Regions from separate parts of the Mus musculus genome. Here regions 1 and 3 are each linked to region 2. The links are chromatin contacts, called in public Hi-C maps. All regions are on one chromosome and are shown on one strand. The core of a region is the stretch at or near the end of the contact, and the rest is flanking DNA. Distances in the headings are between cores, read along the strand shown.

What was found. Hi-C and Micro-C count contacts between places; a contact is called where the count stands out from the background.
Region 1: a Hi-C map of bone marrow-derived macrophages shows a contact between it and region 2, with 14 read pairs. The contact joins two enhancer-like sites. A contact is called at or near these places in 1 of 15 datasets of contacts at CTCF or cohesin (the NIH/3T3 cell line), 1 of 484 Hi-C or Micro-C datasets (bone marrow-derived macrophages) and 1 of 9 other capture datasets (embryonic stem cells).
Region 3: a contact with region 2 is called in a Hi-C map of bone marrow-derived macrophages, with 14 read pairs. The contact joins two enhancer-like sites. A contact is called at or near these places in 2 of 15 datasets of contacts at CTCF or cohesin (large pre-B cells and pro-B cells), 3 of 484 Hi-C or Micro-C datasets (the C10 cell line, bone marrow-derived macrophages and embryonic fibroblasts) and 1 of 115 datasets of contacts at active chromatin or transcription factors (acute myeloid leukemia).

The regions. Positions count from the first base shown.
Region 1 is chr4:95,895,498-95,898,197 of GRCm38.p6, forward strand. The region is part of intron 14 of Fggy (FGGY carbohydrate kinase domain containing); the gene reads left to right. Among named protein-coding and RNA genes, the nearest start is that of Hook1, 71 kb to the right of the region's middle. Within about 2 kb of position 1,359, at least 70 of the 459 cell types and tissues checked have an H3K27ac peak or open chromatin away from gene starts, as enhancers often do. A contact at or near this core is called in bone marrow-derived macrophages, where this site is marked.
Region 2 is chr4:95,229,182-95,231,881 of GRCm38.p6, forward strand. No RefSeq gene overlaps it. Among named protein-coding and RNA genes, the nearest start is that of Gm32240, 23 kb to the left of the region's middle. Within about 2 kb of position 1,445, at least 28 of the 459 cell types and tissues checked have an H3K27ac peak or open chromatin away from gene starts, as enhancers often do. A contact at or near this core is called in acute myeloid leukemia, bone marrow-derived macrophages and pro-B cells, where this site is marked.
Region 3 is chr4:95,867,187-95,869,886 of GRCm38.p6, forward strand. All of the region lies in intron 14 of Fggy (FGGY carbohydrate kinase domain containing), which reads left to right. Among named protein-coding and RNA genes, the nearest start is that of Hook1, 99 kb to the right of the region's middle. Within about 2 kb of position 1,320, at least 11 of the 459 cell types and tissues checked have an H3K27ac peak or open chromatin away from gene starts, as enhancers often do. A contact at or near this core is called in acute myeloid leukemia, bone marrow-derived macrophages and pro-B cells, where this site is marked.

The DNA.
Region 1 (2,700 bases), core at 109-2,608, 670 kb after region 2:
CCAAAATGTGTCTGCTAGTCCTGGCAAGCTCTAGCTGTGACTGGATTCTTCTGTTTCTAGATTTTTGGGTCCAAGTTTGCACATTAACCTCAGTTTTCTACCTAATTTTAACTCAAGAAGAGTCTGTAGTTGGGAGTTTGCTGGCTTTTCCTGTTGTCTGGATCCCATGTGATGGAGCTGCAATCAGGAGTCTCTTTTTGCTGTATTTCTTTGGGAGGTGGTGGTTTTGGTTTTTGAGACAGGGTTTCTCTCTGTATCCCTGGCAGTTCTAGAACATTTTGCAGACCAGGCTGGCTTCAAAATCAGAGATCTGCCTGCCTCTGCCTGGAAAGTGCTGGGATTAAAGGTGTGCGCCATCACATCCGGCTACTGAATTTCTTTACTGTTGCCCTAGCCCCCCTTATTTGAAGGTATACATTTCCTAGTGGGTTTCCGGATTTCCCTGCTACAATGTAAACTTCTGGAAGTAGGCCCTGTGTCTGTTCTCATCATGGCTGTATGACTCAGAGTAGGAACTGAGTAATATTGGTCATGTGGACTAATTAATGCCCAGGCATTCACTGAACACACGGATAAACTGAGCTCTGTGCTTGGTACTGAGGTTCAATCAAAGCAGAAACATGTCTGTAGTTACTACAGGGGCTTGTAGGCTATATATCCCCTTAAAACAGAAATATCACACTATGAATAAAAGTAGGGAGACACTGAAAAATTAAGGACTTAAAAACTAACACAATTGGCAGAGTGGTAAAACATCTCAGGAAGGAGTCTTGTGTGAGCTAAGTTGTATAGAAGGAGCAGCGCTTAGGTCAGGTGAAAGGGACTGACCCTGAGAAGGAGCCCCACAGACTTGCTGAACTAGGAGTCAGACTTTGTAGAAAGTGATTTTCTTCAGCTTCCTCCTGTTCCACGAAAGGCATGTCACTGTTAATTCATGTCAGCTCAGAAGGCCCAGCCTTAGATACTTTCTTTGAGTGGGCAAAATGTCGCCAGTGCTGAGCAATGGAGCAAGTCATTTTCTCAACTGTGAAGATGAGTCAGGCAGGGCTCAAAGGGTCCTAAGGAGCCCAGCATCCAGTGATCCTCATCCATTATCCCATGCCACACTTGGACTGTGCCGTCATTGTTCGCTTCTCAGAGAGAGCTGAGCCCCCAAAGTAGTAAGATAAAAATCAGAGCTGCTTTGCAAATGCCCACAAAGCCACTGGGGGGAGGTTTCCTCAGAGAAGGCGGGAAAGAAAAATAAATGTGGGCTTCTCTTGAAACCTCCGCTCAGTGAGCCAGGCTTTCCCGGAATGCTGCAGGCTGCTTCAAAGGCCCATTGTGGAAAGCTTCCAGATGTGTATGGAAAACCTCACTGGGAGCTTCCCAGTGAAGAGACTTCTTAGGCCTGAGCCAAGCTGAAGGAAGTAGATGTGACACATCCCTACCAGGTGGGCTGTATTCTGAAGGAGTCCAGATTCTACCTTGAAGGAGAGACCAAGGACAGTTACCCAGTCCAGATGCCAGAGCCAAGCAGTGTGTCCTCTTTGGTTACAGACAGCAATGGGGTTTGCTGGAGTGAGACAGAAAGGCATTCTCCCACGCAGGAATCTTCCTGAAAATTGCTCATGACAGTTTCTTTGCTCCTCCAGCATATCATGTACAGGAGGGATTTCAGGTTGGAAAAATGGCCAACCATAGAACAGCTATAGAGTCTATCCCTACATGATTCCTTTAAGGATATAAAAGGCTTGATGTCCTATTTCTCCTCTTATTAGACAGGGGAAGTGAGAGAGACCAGAGTTTAAACTTCTGGAGCCTCAGTTTCCCCATCTGTAGAGGGCAATGATGAGCCCCAAACTATCCTCTCGTGAGAAGGAAGGTATTGTTGCACACAAGGCTGAGTTGCTACACGTAAAACATCTGGCACAGCGCCTGGTCCAGAATGAGGGTGCAGCCTGTTCTCATTTCTCTTCACTCCAGTTGTTCAGAGAGGTGGCGCTGGTCCCATTTAGCCTTTAAATTTTACTTCTGTGGCTCTTTAAATCCTCTCCCTGTGTGTGCATATGCACTTAGCTAAGTATTTCGAGATCAGTGTATTTCGGGGAAAGTCCTCTTGTCTCCAGCTAAAATTAGGCCTCTCTTGCTCCTCTATTCGCCTGCCCCCATCTGATTTTACCTAATTAAAAGCATTGACACTCAGCAAAGCTTGTGAGAGAATTTGGGTGAACAGCTGGGAGTTGCTCTCCATGCCAACAGCTGCTGCCTCTCAGCAGGCAGGCAACAAGGAGTCTGGAGCCCTGTGGGGAGGACAGGGAGGGAGCCTTGAAGACAGATGAAAAAATTTGGCCACAGGGAAACCATCTGAGCAGGATGCACCCTGCATCACCATGCCTTCTGCCTAATGAAATAACTAATGGGAAAGAGGGCAAGCAGGAGAGGAAGGCATAGAGTCTAGCTAGCTCACTGGCAAACCACTGTCACCCATGCCCAGATTACAGTATTCACCCTGCCAAAGTGGAGAAGCCATGGGTTGGTACAAGGCATATCTTTTAAAACAGCCTCATTCAGTTTCTCCCATGGATTTTAGGATAAGTACCAAGTTCATCCAGAGCTCCCAGGTGTATCCTGCCTCACACCTGGTTGTCACTCCAGCCCAGCCTTTGTTTATTCCCCTTTTCACCAGGCTTTCTCTGCTGGAACTAAATCTTGAGTTTA
Region 2 (2,700 bases), core at 195-2,694:
TTAAAGTCTTTCTTGATGTCCTCTACCATCATCATGAGATATACTTTAAATCCGGGTCTAGCTTTTCAGTTGTGTTGGGGTGCCCAGGACTGGCTGAGGTGGGAGTGCTGGGTTCTGATGATGGTGGGTGGTCTTGGTTTCTGTTAGTAAGATTCTTACGTTTACCTTTTGCCATCTGGTTATCTCTGGAGTTAGTTATTATAGTTGTCTCTGGTTAGAGCTTGTTCCTCTTGTGATTCCATTAGCCTCTATCAGCAGACCTGCAGGACTAGCTCTCTCCTGAGTTTCAGTGGTTAGAGCACTCTCTGCAGGCAAGCTCTCCTCTTGCAGGGAAGGTGGACAGATCTTTGGCATTTGGACCTGCCTCCTGGCAGAAGATGAAGGTCTGAAACAGGGCTTGTCCCAGAATCTGTGTAGCTTCTGTAGTCCCCATTCTCCCCTGTGCAGACTAGTCTCGGCAGGATCCAGGAACCAAGATGGCTCCCCCAGATGCTGTGGCAAAGCCCTCTCATTCGGGGCAGACTCCTCTCCTCTGGCAGGGAAGGTGCCCGGATGTCTGGAGCCTGAAACGTGGTCTGCCCCAGAGGCTCTGTGGCTTCTGCATGTCCCAGAAGCTCTTAGCCTCTGCAGTCCACACTCTCACCTGTGTAGACCAGTCTCGGCAGAATCCCTATTTCTGCTTCTTTAGAGGTGGAATTACACATTTAAAAAAAATGTAGGTTCTGGGCAATTGAACTTCAGTCTTCAGGCTTTGAAGGTAAACACTTTATTACCTGCATTACTGTCTGTCTCTCCATGTTATTTATTTTTAATATATTTGTGACCTTACATAGAGCCTAGTCAGTACAAAGGTACCTTGAATGGTGGAATTAACAGGAAGTACTGATGTTTATACTTAGGCTCTGTTGAGTAGAAAATGCAGTCCTCACTAGCAAGAACATTAACATGGAACCTTTTGAGACCCTGAGCTGGTGTGGCCCAACCTCTAATAACCACACATTATGGTATGGAAGTAGAGGAGCAACCCTGTGGATGCATACACTGCTGATAGATTGAGGTCACCCGAGTCTCCATCAAGCACTGACTCTGATGATGTCATCATTGTCATAAGAAGAAGAGAGTGAGAACGACTATCCAGGGGAAAAAGATTAGATCTAAACACAAGTCATATGGAATGTGGCCATTGGCTTGGTAGCAGACTCCTGGCAGTCAGGAAGATGCTAAGATCAAGATGGCCACAAAAGATGAAGGGGAGGTGATCTGGGCTTTTCTTGACAGTCTCAATAGCTTGAATGAGCATAGGATCCAGGACAAAGTTCAGTGGAACTACCTTCCACCAAAGGATAATGACTTGTCACAACTGGGTAGACATTAGGAAGGGCTGTTATTTCAAAACTCTCTAGTAGTAGCAGGAGGAAGTGGTTTGAATTTCCTCCTAGCAGGAAGATGCTCACTTAAATAGAATTCAGGGGAAATAAATGGCAGGGGAAGCACCCCTGTTGGACCTTGAGGTCAGCATCTTGCAAAGAGGAAGGGAACACAAGTGGCTTCTCAGGGAACTAGGAGAGAATTTTGTCAATGGCTCAGACCCCATGTTGAGAAACAGGAGGACAGACGTTCCCACCCACCTCTATGTTGTGCTATACACATTTCAGTTCCTTGTTCTTCCAAATCTTCTCTCCTGGGCTTGCTGAGAAATTTACCACCACCTCCTCAGATTAGCCTCAGAGAAACTCCACTGGACGACATTTTCAGACATGCCACCCAAAGACATCTGGAATGTTCAGTTTCTGGAGCTTCCATCCAAGTGAGCCTCTTGCCTGTGAGTTGACAGTTTCCAGGTCCACCTATACATCTGCTTTGCACAGCTCAGTTGAACCCCTGGATGATGGATGGGAGCTGGTTTCGTTGGTCTTCCTCTTTAGGGAGCCAACCCTTTGACTAGGCACCAATTGGATGCTTAGTAAATACACTGGTTCTCCATGCCAGGACCCTTCTGTGTGTTAGCTCATATAACCAGAGAGGTAGGTTTTATCATCCCCTTGTGTGTGGCAGGGAACTTGAGACTCACAAAACATATATTGTTTGTTGGTTCTTTAAAAATAAATTTGTCTCCTGAGTATGAAATAGGCAGGGTATTTTTGTGACAACTTGATGCAAAAGTAACACATTTATTTGTGTTTCCAAATCAGATAAATGTCTCCTATTTGATGGGAAGTCTCATTTTAGTGATATAGGGTACAGTTGCCCCAGACTCTAGGGGCTCATGAGGAATGAAGTTTAGATAAAGGTTTGTCTTTGGTTTCAGAGATAAAATGTCTTAGATTAGAAGGTGTTATTAATAAAATCTTTAGAGATCCTCACCACACAAGTCACTTTTGGAGAGGACCTTAGTGAAATGTCCACACAGCCATATTAAATCAAGAAAAATATAGTAATATGACCCCAGTGAACATAGGATTCGTTACCTTGTACTCCCATGTGTGATCTTATTTAGTAAGCTGCATGTCAGTGGGCGTGGTGTGTGTGTCTGTGTGTCTGTGTGTGTAAGTATGTATGCATGTGTACAATTTATTTATTTATTTATTTATTTATTTATTTATTTATTTTTCTTTTTATATGCATGAGTGTTTGTCTGTACTAAGCCTGCGCACCAAGAGAGTTACACAGAGGTCAGAAAAGACATTGTATCCCCTGAAA
Region 3 (2,700 bases), core at 70-2,569, 640 kb after region 2:
TGCACTTAATCTTCTTTTAACAGTAAATAGAACTCTCAGTTTACAAAGGAGAAGTTGAGGTTTAAAATAGTTAAGTGCCGTTCCAGAAGCTACCACCAGTAAATATTACAAAACCAGGGCTGCACTCAGATCTGCAAGGTTGCAAAGCTGCTTCCGACCATGCCATGGCCTACCAGGAACATGGTAGGTCCATGCAGTTTCAACAAGCTAAGAAAGGTAGAAAGCAAGATGATGTTAGAAATAATTCTTCTTCCTCCTCCACCTCTTCCTCCTCCTCCTCTTCTTCCTCTTCTCCCTCCTCCTCCTCTCTTCCTCCTCCTTCTTCCTTCTTCCTTCTTTTCCTCCTCCTACTCTTCCTCCTCCTCTTGCTCCACCTCCTCCTCCTCTCGTTCTTTTCCTCCTCTTCTTTTTAAAACTAGATTTCCATGTGTAGCCCTGGCTATTCTGGAACCTACTCTGTAGATCAGGGTAATCTTGAATTCACAGATTTCTGCTGGCCACTGACTCCTGGGTACTAGGATTAAAGGCATTTGCCATTACAACCACTTTAGGTATTCTTCCTTGAACTCGTTTTTTTTTTTTCTTAAATACTTGGTTATTCTAAACAGTCATGCTTGATATGGATAATCCTGTATAGCTTTGCTGATTTGTCTTTATTTAGCCATATATGCATATATATACATATATATGTATATGCATAAGTCATTGTGAAGTTTTATTATCCATGAGATTTGAACATTTGGCGAGTACTATGTAAATAGTTGTATAGTCTATGCCCAAACACAAACTAGATGGGTAGAAAATGGTAACCAGCACATGGCTTTGAAAGCTGATGGATCCAGCCTGGGTCAGTTACTAAACTCTATGCACTGTCATTGAGCATCAGAGAAGGTGGTAAAATAGGAAGAACTGACATTGCTGGAATGTGAGCAAAGCACATGTGGCTCTCAGGGTGCTTCATAGTGCTGGGCAGAGAACCTTATTCTTTGCTAGTCGTTTCTTTCCTGATTATTTTTTCTTCAATGTATAATAGAAAAATATAAATAGCTGGAATCAAACTTGAGTTTTTATGAGAATTTCTGCCCCAAATGAAACCATGTTTTCAAGAAAGGGGAGTTTTAGGCAGAATTTTGAAAGATAGCCCCTTACTCATGAATTCAAGCAATAGCTAGGTATGGAAACGATTGTGAAAATGGTATATAAATTATGAAAGTTATGTGAAATAATGAGATAATATGTGTGAAAGTACCTCCTCGCATAGAAAGCCCTAATAAATGCTTCCTTCCTTCCTGATTCACATGGCAAGCAGGTGGCAGAGCCCAGGCCTGATCCTTAGAGCATCTAACCCCACCTCAGTGCTCTTTCAAGGGCCCCTATACTTGAGTGCCTCCTGTCTGCTCACCCCACCATGACATCTTCCACGTGTACTGACTGCAGGTTTTTAGAAATAGCCAAGCGCTCCAAAACATTCTGAAGAATGCTTAGTACAGATGAGCTAATTCGTGAGAGAGTACCTCGTATTAGTATTTGGAAAACAGTTACCAGTTAGGACTGGAAGGTTCCTTCCAGAGAGCTTTACAGACAGCAAGCTGAGACCAGCTAAGGCAAAAAGTCAATGGTCAGCAAGCCATATATGATATAAGAAATCATATAAGACATGCAGATATAAAACTTTATATAACTGACTGTTTCTTCCTGACTTTTTACTTTCCACGGAAATACCCTGGGAGGACTTTAGAAGCCCTTATACTTTGAAAAATATAAAGACATTGAAGGCTGTGCTTTACATTGTATGCGGAAGAAAATAATACAGATAACCACTGTGGGAGGTGGTCTGAGTTGTGCTCTTTTTTTCCTATTTAGTTGGGGTAAAATGGATATGGTCTATCATTCAGCATTTTAACCCTTTACCCCTTTCTGAGTGTTCCTGTTTCACGGAGTGGGGCTCAGTCACAATCCTGTGCGACTGTCAGCACCATCAGTTTCCAGAACTCTTTTCAACACGTGGGCCTAAACTCTGGACCCATGAAACAGTAATTCTGCATAGCCCCTTCCATAGCCGCTCCCACAGCTCCTGACCAGCATATACCTAATTTCAACAGCTCTAACCACATTGTATAAGCAGCATTAAATAGCATTTGCCTTTGGGTGACTGGCTTCTTTCTAGCATAACAATGTGTTCCAGATCCATCTATGTTGTAGTATGTGTTGGAATTCCTTCCTCCTTCTGATCTTCTGTGTGCCCCCATTATGACTGTCACAAATGAAGATGTTACTGAGCTTCTCATTAGAGCCACTTCTTTCTAGTGGCAGAGACAAATGGCCTGGTGGTAAAACTCAGCAGCAGTGGGACCTGGGACCTGAGAATTCAGACTCCCCTTCTAGTCTCATATATGACTAACACAGACAACGAATAGAATTTCATGCTGTGCTTTCCACCGGGACCCCAATTTCTCTTTAGCTGCTGCTCCGAGCCTCCGTTCAGCCTTGGGGAAGTTTGAGGTTACAGGTCTGAAAGGTGAGGTGTTGCCTTGGGTAGCCTTGTTTCTAGCCCAACTCCAAAATGCCCAGGTGAGCGTCTGAGGCAGTTCTTTGAGGGACAGGATAAACTAAGACCTTCACTTTAAAACTTGTCCTTTTTAAAAAAAAATTGTTTTGAATTGTTGACAGTTTTCTGTACCTATCTGGTTTAAACATGGT